Regions from separate parts of the Sus scrofa genome. Here region 2 is linked to region 1. A link is a contact called in public HiChIP or PLAC-seq data. All regions are on one chromosome and are shown on one strand. The core of a region is the stretch at or near the end of the contact, and the rest is flanking DNA. Distances in the headings are between cores, read along the strand shown. Region 1 holds the start of TXLNB (beta-taxilin). Region 2 holds the start of HECA (headcase protein homolog).

Evidence for each region. HiChIP or PLAC-seq counts read pairs in DNA pulled down with a chosen protein or histone mark.
Region 2: a contact with region 1 is called in an H3K27ac HiChIP or PLAC-seq map of skeletal muscle. The contact joins the promoter of HECA here to the promoter of TXLNB in region 1. A contact is called at or near these places in 1 of 5 promoter capture datasets (liver) and 2 of 2 datasets of contacts at active chromatin or transcription factors (alveolar macrophages and skeletal muscle).

Annotation. Positions count from the first base shown.
Region 1 is chr1:25,226,009-25,230,776 of Sscrofa11.1, forward strand. TXLNB (beta-taxilin) reads left to right here and starts at 2,594. Exons shown (of 9, transcript XM_021087298.1): 1 at 2,594-2,729.
Region 2 is chr1:25,362,082-25,366,849 of Sscrofa11.1, forward strand. It overlaps HECA (headcase protein homolog), which reads right to left and starts at 2,002. Exons shown (of 4, transcript XM_021087304.1): 1 at 1,449-2,002. The coding sequence starts at 1,710.

The sequences.
Region 1 (4,768 bases), core at 1,344-3,843:
GTCATTTCACAAAGTACCCTGTAGAAAAATGCCATAAACTCAAATGTCCCAGTAGTCAGTACCATATTCATGTTGCAAGTAGCAATTTGGGTTCAGCAAAATACTATCTGTCACACAAAAGTAATCTTAGTTTGAATTGTATTTATTGGTTTTGTAGTGTTTTTTAAATAATGTATTTTTAAAATATATTAAATGTATGATATAATAGCTAAGTATCAGAAGTTTATACCTTTTTTTTAATGGCCACACCTGTGGCATATGCAAATACCTGGGCCAGGGATTGAATCCAAGTTGCAGCTGCAACCTATGCCACAGCTGTGGCAACACTGGATCCTTTAACCCATTGCACCAGGCTGGGGATTGAACCCAAACCACCACAGTCAGATTCTTAACCTACTGTGCCACTGTGGGAACTCCTATACCTATTTTTATATTAGTACATATTGGTACAAATAATAATAAAATAATTTGTTTCAATCATGGTGAGCTCTTTTTCTTCCTTTAATTTCAACATTAAGTTACTCTGGGAGTTCCCTGGTGTCCTAGTGGTTAAGGACTCAGCATTATGACTGCTGTGGCTTGGGTTACTGCTGTAGCTCAAGTTCAATCCCTGGCCTGGGAACTTCTGCATGCCGTGGGTGCAGCAAAAAAAAAAAATTTTTTTCTGTTAAAAGAAACTGTACATTACTTAAACTTGAGAAGAACTGACTTATTATTTGTATTTACAGACAGATCTCTCTGGGTTGGTTTGCTACAATCCGAAACAGAATATCATTCACTATGGCCCTTATCAAGTACTCACTAACTTTAAAGGAAGTACTTTTTTGGAGTTCCTGTCATGGCGCAGCAGAAATGAATCTGGCTGGGAACCATGAAGTTGTCAAAGATTCGATCCCTGGCCTCACTCAGTGGGTTAAGGATTGGGCGTTGCCATGAGTTGTGGTGTTGGTCGAAGATGTGTTTCTCATCCCGCATTGCTGTGGCTGTGGCATAGGCCAGCAGCTGTAGCTCCAATTGGACCCCTAGCCTGGGAACCTCCGCATGCTATGGGTGTGGTGGCCCTAAAAAAAAAAAAAAAAGACCCCCCCCCAAAAAAAAAAATAAAGGAAGTACTTTTTTCTCTCACCCATTTTAATTCGCCACTCTGTTATCAAATGATGCAGTAAACAGCTTCACTGCCTTCTCCAGAATTTCTTTATCCCGACCTCCACTTACTGGGTAATCATCTATCCATCTATTCAGCTTATGCCTCCCCTGACCTCAGAGAAAAGGGTGGGAAAAAGTTTGGGTAAGAGATATTTTAGTTACCTTTTGCTACTACTACAATTTACCACAAATCACAAATCTTGTGGCTTAAAAGCAACACAGATTTATTATTTTACAGTTCTGGAGCTCAGAAATCCACAATGAGTTTCACTGGGCCAAAATCAGGTGTCAGCAGAACTGCATTGCTTCTGTAGGATCTTAAGAACAATCTGCTTCCTCGTCTTCCTTTCCTAGCTTCTAGAGATTCCCCACATCCCTTGGCTTGTGGCCCTCCATCACTCTGACCTCTGCTTGGATCATCAACTCTTCTTTTCTGATTCTGACCCTCCCGCTTCCTTCTTTCAATTGTAAGGACCCTTGTGATTACATGGGACCCACCCAAATAATTCTGAATAATCTCCCTATCTCAAGATCTGCCAAGTCTCTTTCACAGGTAAAGTAATGCATTCGCAGGTCCCTGGGATCAGGTGTGGAAGTCTTTCTGGTGGCATGATCTGCCTACCACAAGGACATCAATATGCCCAGCCAGTCCCAAGAGCAGAAACTCTGATGGAGGAATCCACTTTGGAATAGCGTGGGAACACAATCTCCAGAAACAGAAGAAAATGGAATGGATGTAGGTTAAGAGAAAAAGGCATTTTATAGTAAATGAAGAAGAAGTTATTTTTCTGAGGAGAATTAAGAAAGAGATTGAGGACTTGAGAAGGTGGGAAAGACTTGGAAAAGCCACTGTGGAAGGTTAGAAAGCCTGCAACTAAAGAAGAAAAAGCAACTGCTTTCCCCAGGGCATATCTGAGATGTGAAGGCAGTTACCTGAGTAAGAGCTAGGGTCTGAGGTCACACCAACTAGCACATACACAAAGATGGAATTAAACCCAGTTCCAAAGAGCCATCTAAATTTTTATTTCAAATTTTACAAGTAAACCAAACATCAAAATTAAAGTGTTTCTAACATCTCCTTTTTGTTATGCCATTGTTTTTCTTTTTCCATGATTCCTATAAGAAATTTGACACTAATTAAGTTAGCATAAGAAGGTGGGAAAAAGATGATGAATCATAGGCTATACTGGAAATAAACCAAGAAATAAGAAAAAACGATCTCTGCCCTGAAGAACAATGCTGAAAATTTTTGTTCACAAAGGGGCTATGTACTGAGAGTTTACGTTTTTTAAACGACAAATCATGGAACCTGATAAGATCTCCCAGGTGCTTCTCTTTTCTAAGACATTTGCCCAGAAGACTGCTACGGAGGCTTGGGTATATTTCTCTTTTGCTGTGTCACAGGGTGTTCCTTCCCTTCCCCCTCCTGCCTTGATATGTGTGTGTGTGTGTGTGTGTTTAGTTTCTCTCTCCCTTTTAAGAACACAGCCAGCACGCCTGTCTCCTGCTGTTGCTGCTGCTCTGACTGGCTTTTGCTGCCTCTTGCCTCTTCTTTCTCTTTCTGCTTAGTGCCTGGCCTTCTGGTAAGTATGACAAACACTCCCACAAGCCCTGTAAGATGTAGGGTGCGGTTTGTGGTGTTTGAAACTTGCAACTTTGAGACTGCTAGTGAACTGTTGAAGAACTTTCCATTGTTTTATTTACCATTTAAATGTGTTGCTCAGGAAGGGCTAAGTGTGTGGTAATCTGCTAGGACTGCCAGGACAAGTGAAAAACTTTCTCTCAAGGGAGACACAGATGGCCAGTAAACTTTATAGAAGATAAAATTTAGAAGTAATTTCTTGCTGTAAAATTAATTGAGAAAGAGACAATTTAAAATAACAGTTCTCTGACTTGTTTTTTACCCCTGTGGATTTGTCTTGAGGCTACTTTTAGGAATTGAGTCGTCCTATGGTTTACAATGATTCAGTTATTCTGTTTTAAAGTAAATGAGGAGTATGAGTTTAAAGGAGATCCATGAACTTAATACAAAAAAAAAAAATCACTGATTATGGCCTCTGATGAAGAATAAATCAAATCTACAGACAGAACACTTGCATTTAGACTAACCACATTAAAACTTCTATGGACAGTTGGTTTTAAATTTATTGCTATGAAGTTTGGTTTACTTCGGATTTTATTTTATCTCTCAGAAGCCTCCCTAACACTTTAAAACTCACACATGGATCTAAACCAGTAAATGTTTACTGTTTTCAATTTGATTTAGAAAGTATTCTCTTCCCTTGACTTTCAAAGACGAAGTGCTAAAGGCCATGGCTCCTTTTAGAAGAGCTTAAAATAACTTCTGGCTGGACAGCAGGTGCCGTGTCTTTCTCCAAGTTCAGGGGAAACACAAGTTATATATAGATGAGTGTGCCCAACAAGCAGGGGTCAGGATAGAGAATCCAGTGATGAGGACAAGGAAGCTGTTTACTGCATCATTTCATAATAAAGGTGGTGAATTAAAATGGAGGAGAGAAAAAAATACTTCTTTCGAAGTTAATGATAACTTGGTGAGGGCCACATGTGGATGGCAATGTCTGTACACTGAATTTGCCGTTCTTGAAAATGTTCAAACATTTGATAGTGCCTGCCCTGAGAAGGCAAGGAAGAAGCTGTGCAATGCATGGAGCAATATATTTTTGTTTTTATGTTCATCCCACCACAACAGCAAACCTGTGCATTATTAAGACTCTGTCATAATTTTTTTTTTTTTTGTCTTCTGTCTTTTTTTTAGGGCTGCACCCCTGGCATATGGAGGCTCCCAGGCTAGGAGTTCAATTGGAGCTACAGCTGCCAGCCTATGCCACAGCCACAGCAACACAGGATCCGAGCTACGTCTGCAACCTACACCACAGCTCACAGCAACGCCAGATCCTTAACCCACTGAGCGAGGCCAGGGATCGAACCTGCAACCTCATGGTTCTTAGTCAGATTGTTTCTGCTGCGCCACAACGGGAACTCGAGGACTCTGTCATAATTTTATGCTGCTAATTAGCGGGATCACCATTAAATACTATTTACAAATAAAATGCACCATAACTTAGGCCTAAGCCAAATGTCTTGCAAACCTAGAAATGGTGACAGCCAGAAACCCTCGAATGCTTGACTCAGCCCATCTCTCACCCCCTATTTCCAAAGAGCCCATATTATTCCTGGATAAATGCCCCTAGTTCACTCCCTCCTTGTACTTTAGATATTTCTGCTTCTTAAAAATTATTGTTATCCTAGAGCTTCTTGACTGAGAAGAGAAAGTTGTAATCTGTTTGGGTTATTTTTCCTAAAAGAAAGCCAGTTTTCATATTGGAAAAAAGTATAGAAAGTCAAGAAATTATTATTATGAGCATCACCATGTTTCCACACAAGCTCATTTGTTAATTCATAGCTTTCCTCATTCTATCTTACTCCAAAAATGGTGCCGGTTTGAACCTTAAAAAAAAAAAGTGTTTTTCAGGAGTTCCCGTCGTGGCGCAGTGGTTAACGAATCCGACTAGGAATCATGAGGTTGCGGGTTCGGTCCCTGCCCCTGCTCAGTGGGTTAACGATCCGGCGTTGCCGTTGCCGTGAGCTGTGGTGTAGGTTG
Region 2 (4,768 bases), core at 752-3,251, 140 kb after region 1:
GGGCACTCTGAGCCTCACGAAACCCTGTGAGGGAATCAATACAATCAGCGTAATCCTTGTTTCCAATTTTACAAGTACGGAAATTGAGGTTCAGAAAAGCGGTCCTTCCCAAGATGACAAAACTCTAAACAGCTGAGCCAGAAGTCTGTCTGTCTTCTTTCCCCTCTGCCACATCAATACCAAAATGAAGTTCAGTACAAGGTACACAAAAGACTGTGGAAAAGACGGTCTGGCCCAAAGCAGTGTTTTCAACAATTCACAAATGACATAAATTTGTTCCTGGAGGGTGAGGGGGGGACTTCCTATTTCAAAACTGCAGAGATACAGCCAATGGGGCCTAAGGTTCTGTTTCTAATAGGCTACACTTCAATCTCCATGTCTCCATGTTCAGACCACTGTGGGGTTCTTCTAAGTAGTGCAGGTAACCTGTTTAAAAAATTAAGTTACATAAAGAATGGCTTTAAAAGCTGATTATATGTTAAAAGCCAGATATAAAGAACCTAATCTCCCCTTATTGAAATACCCCTGTATCCCCAACCCTGAAAAACTGCCTGACCTGAGGAACTCAAAGAACTGTCCAAGTCTGAAAATGTTTGTTCAGCACCCTATAACTAAAACCAAGTCTCTGCAGTGACAACAACAACCCTGTCACATCTTCTCTACTCCTTAAGTGCCCCTTTAAAAGGTGCATTCAGGCACAACCTAAGATTATTAGGCTTCCTTCTGAAAATGCGAAGCAGAATTAACCAGAGGATGATTTTTTTTTTTTTAAACTCCCGGGCTGAGAACGGAAGTCAAGTTCAGATTCTCTTCCTTCCTCAAGTGAGCAAGAGAATTAAAGAGCACCCCCACCCAGCGACACACACACACACACACACACACGCACGCACACACACACCCTACAGTAAAAATGTCTCGGGGCCTCTTCACCTGTGGCAATCGACACAGCAAGCCTCGATTTGCAGGGATTTGAAGCTCTTCTTCATTCGGTGGGTGGGGAAGGCGGGTGGGTGAGGGGAGCGCAGGGAAAAATGAACTGGTGCCTAAGTTTTCAATCGGATCATTCTTCTCAACTTGGGCACTTCCTTCCTTCTTTCTTACCCCCAGCCCGGGGCACACACATGGCTTTGCCAGCGCGGGCACGATGGGCAGGGCCCGAGGGGTACGGCGCCTCAGTCCGGCACCCGGGCGCCCCTCCGGGTCTGCGACTCAGGCTGCCCGGGGCGCGCGATTCGTGCGCCCCGCGGACACTGACCTGTGGCCGCCGATCGATCGCCACCGCCGGGCGTGGGGACCGGGAAGGGGCAGCCGCGGCGGGGCGGAGGGGCGGGGTGAGCACTTCCTGACTCTCGCATTGTCCACGCATCGCCCGCGCCACCCAGGGCCCCACCGCCGCGCCGTCCCCGTCGGGGAGGAAGTTGGCGCTCGCACCGCCGGCCCCGTCTTACCGTTCTTGGCTTCTCCGGCGGCTGCAGCCCCCGCGGCGGCTGCGGCGTTGGCGGCGCCCGGCCCCGCGCCTCCCGCGCCCGCGGCGCCCACGGTGCCCGGCGCGCCAGCAGCGGCCGCTCCGCAGCCGGCCGCTGCCGCCAGGGCCCCCCCGGCCGCCGCGCCCGCCGCTGCCAGGGCCCCGGCTCCATTTTCCTGCTCGTCCCCGCTGCTGTTGGCGCGCTTGTTTTTGCGGCCGCCTTTACTGTTTTTGGGGTTGGGCATCTCGCGAGCGTCCAGGTGCCCCGCAGCGGCGAAGGCGGCTCCCCGCGGTGCCGGGAGGCCGAGGACCGAGGGCGCGGGCCGGCGGCTCCTCAGGCTCCCGTCCAGTCGCGCGGCCCGCGCCGCGCCATCCCGGCCGCCGCGCCCTCCCCGGCTTCCTGGAGCCGGGACGCAGCCACTCGAGGCTCGCAGCCGCGCGGGCGCCGCGGGCTCGGAGCGCGAGCGAGACGCTCCAGAGCCGGAGGGAAAAGGCGGGTCTCGGGCTTGTTTTGATTCGGCTTCGCTGACACGCTCTGGCCCCGCCCCTGCCCGTGACGACACTGGGGATTCGGCCTGGCCGCGCCCACCAGGTGACCTCACGGCGGCCGAGCCCGCCCGCATGACGTCACGCCCCGCACAGAGCCAGCCACCTTCAAGTGACGTCATCTGGGCGCCCACACTCGAGGGCCTCTACGGACTCCCTTTCCTGAAATGGGCCCCATTGCCAATTTGGGGGCGTCTAAAGCTACTAGATGGCCTCCTGACCTTCATGCAATTGAGGCTTAGAACAATATGGTACTGGAAAAAATAGGCAGGTGACCAGAAAAAAACTGGAAAATAAAGGATTTCGGATTAATCATCCATCAAAACGGTTTGCCATTAAAAACAATCTTAGATTCAGTAACAAAGAAATAGGGTCGAATTCCTAGACAATGGGGAAGAACAGCAGAATCCCTGAATGGAAGGCCAAAGCAGCCTAGTGGTAAAACAGCCCATTCAAACAAGACCCAGCATTCAGGGATGAAACTAAACGTTGACTGTGACTAAGAAGCAGACCTTGCCTGGGAGGGAAATTCAGTCCCTGTGGATAGGACTGAGTTGTCCTGAAAGATAAGTGGCCACTGCTATGAGCAGGTGGAGATTAGAAGGTGACACCTGTGACAAGACAGTGACTTGGACAGGGAACCTGGGAAAAGTTTCATATGATCTCTTTTTCTGCCTTTTCCAAGACTAGCTCCTTCCTCAGGTCCCAGCTTAAACACATCACTTCCTTCAGGATGATATAACTGAGACCCCTCTGCAGAAGAGTTATCAGAAGCATCACCCTGTTTATTTTCCTCACTCGTCTCTAATTACATTGTCAATGTACATTATTTCCTATCACCTTCTCACTCAAATGAAAGCTCCATAGGTGGGAGAAGAAAGCTCTATAGGTGGGAGATTTTATCTGTCTTGGGCACCTCAAAGGACAGCTAGCATATATTTGTTGGACGTATAAATTCTTTCCCCATGAACTATGGAGGGAACACTGTGTTAGTTGACAATTTACAGTTCTCCTGTATAGTATGATCTCCCTTAACTAGCCCAGCACTCCAGCAAAGACTCTTGGGGTGTGTTCTGAAGCATAAAGAGTCAGGCAGGGACTTCCCTCCCTGTCCTCACCTAATGGGGAGATTCTGATGGGGAACTCTGGGCATTCATTGCAGAGTCCACAGCAGAGCCTGGAACTGCAAGGAAGAGCACTAGACACTCAGGAGCAATTGCTGGTTGGACTTTTCAGGAGGACAGTGACGAATCTTTTAATTCCTTAATTTTTTTTTTTTTTTTACAGGAAAGTAACCCTTTACAGTGCCATATTCACAGTTACAATAGATATTTTGTGCCTATATTTTTATATCTCTTCCTTCCCCATCTCAACTCCCCTAAGCATTAGGATAGCCAGGTTTGTCTATCTTTCTGACTCTGCAGAGTCTAGAATAAAGCCTGACTCACAGTTAGTGTTCAATAAAATTTTGTTAAATGAGAATGTCTAAAGCACTCTTCTTCGGGCTACATTTTTCTGAAGCTTAAAGTGTCAACTAAGCCATCAGTTTTCTAGGAAGTCTTCGCTGACAACCCAAAGCTAGATTGGTTCCCATGGGCTCCCTGCACCTTACCCCCTGCAAGAGCTTGCACACACAGTATTGAATTTGTCTGTTTACTTATCTCGTCTAGGCCTCCACAAGACTATAAGCTCTACGATGGCAGAAACTGTCTTAGGTGGCATGGTATCCTTGGCGCCTAACACAGTGCATGGAGTACGGTGGGTATTTAATAAACGCAGGACAAACACATGAATAAGTAAATGGACAATTGCATTAAAGGTAGATGCAGCAGGATTTGGTGGCCACTTGGATGTGAGGGATGAAGGAGAGAGATAAGTCAAGAAATTCTGAACACTGGAGGAAAGGATGGTGGTAGTTAATTAAATGGAGACTTCAGGGGGAGGATGGTAGAGCTGTGGAGGAAGACAGTGAGTTAATGTGGCCCATTGGACATAGATTAATTTCATTATGATATCTCTCCCTAGAGCGGTGTCATAATATTTTGGTGACTCTGGCTTTGGCTTTCCTTTTTTTTTCTTTGCCTTTTTTTTTTTTTAATAAGTGGCGAAGATGAAGAAGATTTAGATTGAAGTACAGAAACATCGAGATAATGATTTTCTTGAATAAGCACATTGCTGTCATGCCATATTGGATCTCAGTAATCGAGCATGTACCCTGCAGACAGACATTCACACCAGCTGCCTCCCACCTCTACAGAACTGAGACTTTAGAATTGGAAACTTTCCCACAAAAATATCACAATTGGCTCAAAGCACACAGACTCCCAGCCAGTTGCTGTTCTTGCTCATTGTGTGAGCTACCTCCTTCTCATTCAAACTGAAACGAAATGAAAAGGAGGAAGAAGCTGAGCCACTTCTTTAATGCTCAACCTTGCTTGTTTTCAGCCTTAGTCAAATTTGTCACACAGGCCACAGTTCCGATTTTATTGCTACCAAAAAAATATACTAAAATCAAGATGTTAAAAATAAAATTTAGGTATGGTTAAAGGATTCCGTTTTCTATTTCCATACAACGTGTGGAATTTCACAGGAATCCTGCTGTTCTAGCCCTTTTCACCAGCATTTCTGAAGGAAAGAGAGAGAGGGAGGGTGGGAGGGAGGAAGGAAGAAAAAGAAAGAGAACAGCCTAAAGAGTAAAAGAAGGCAGAGATGACACAAAGCCTTCCCCTCAGATGCTTCCAGAGGGAGCATGAAGAG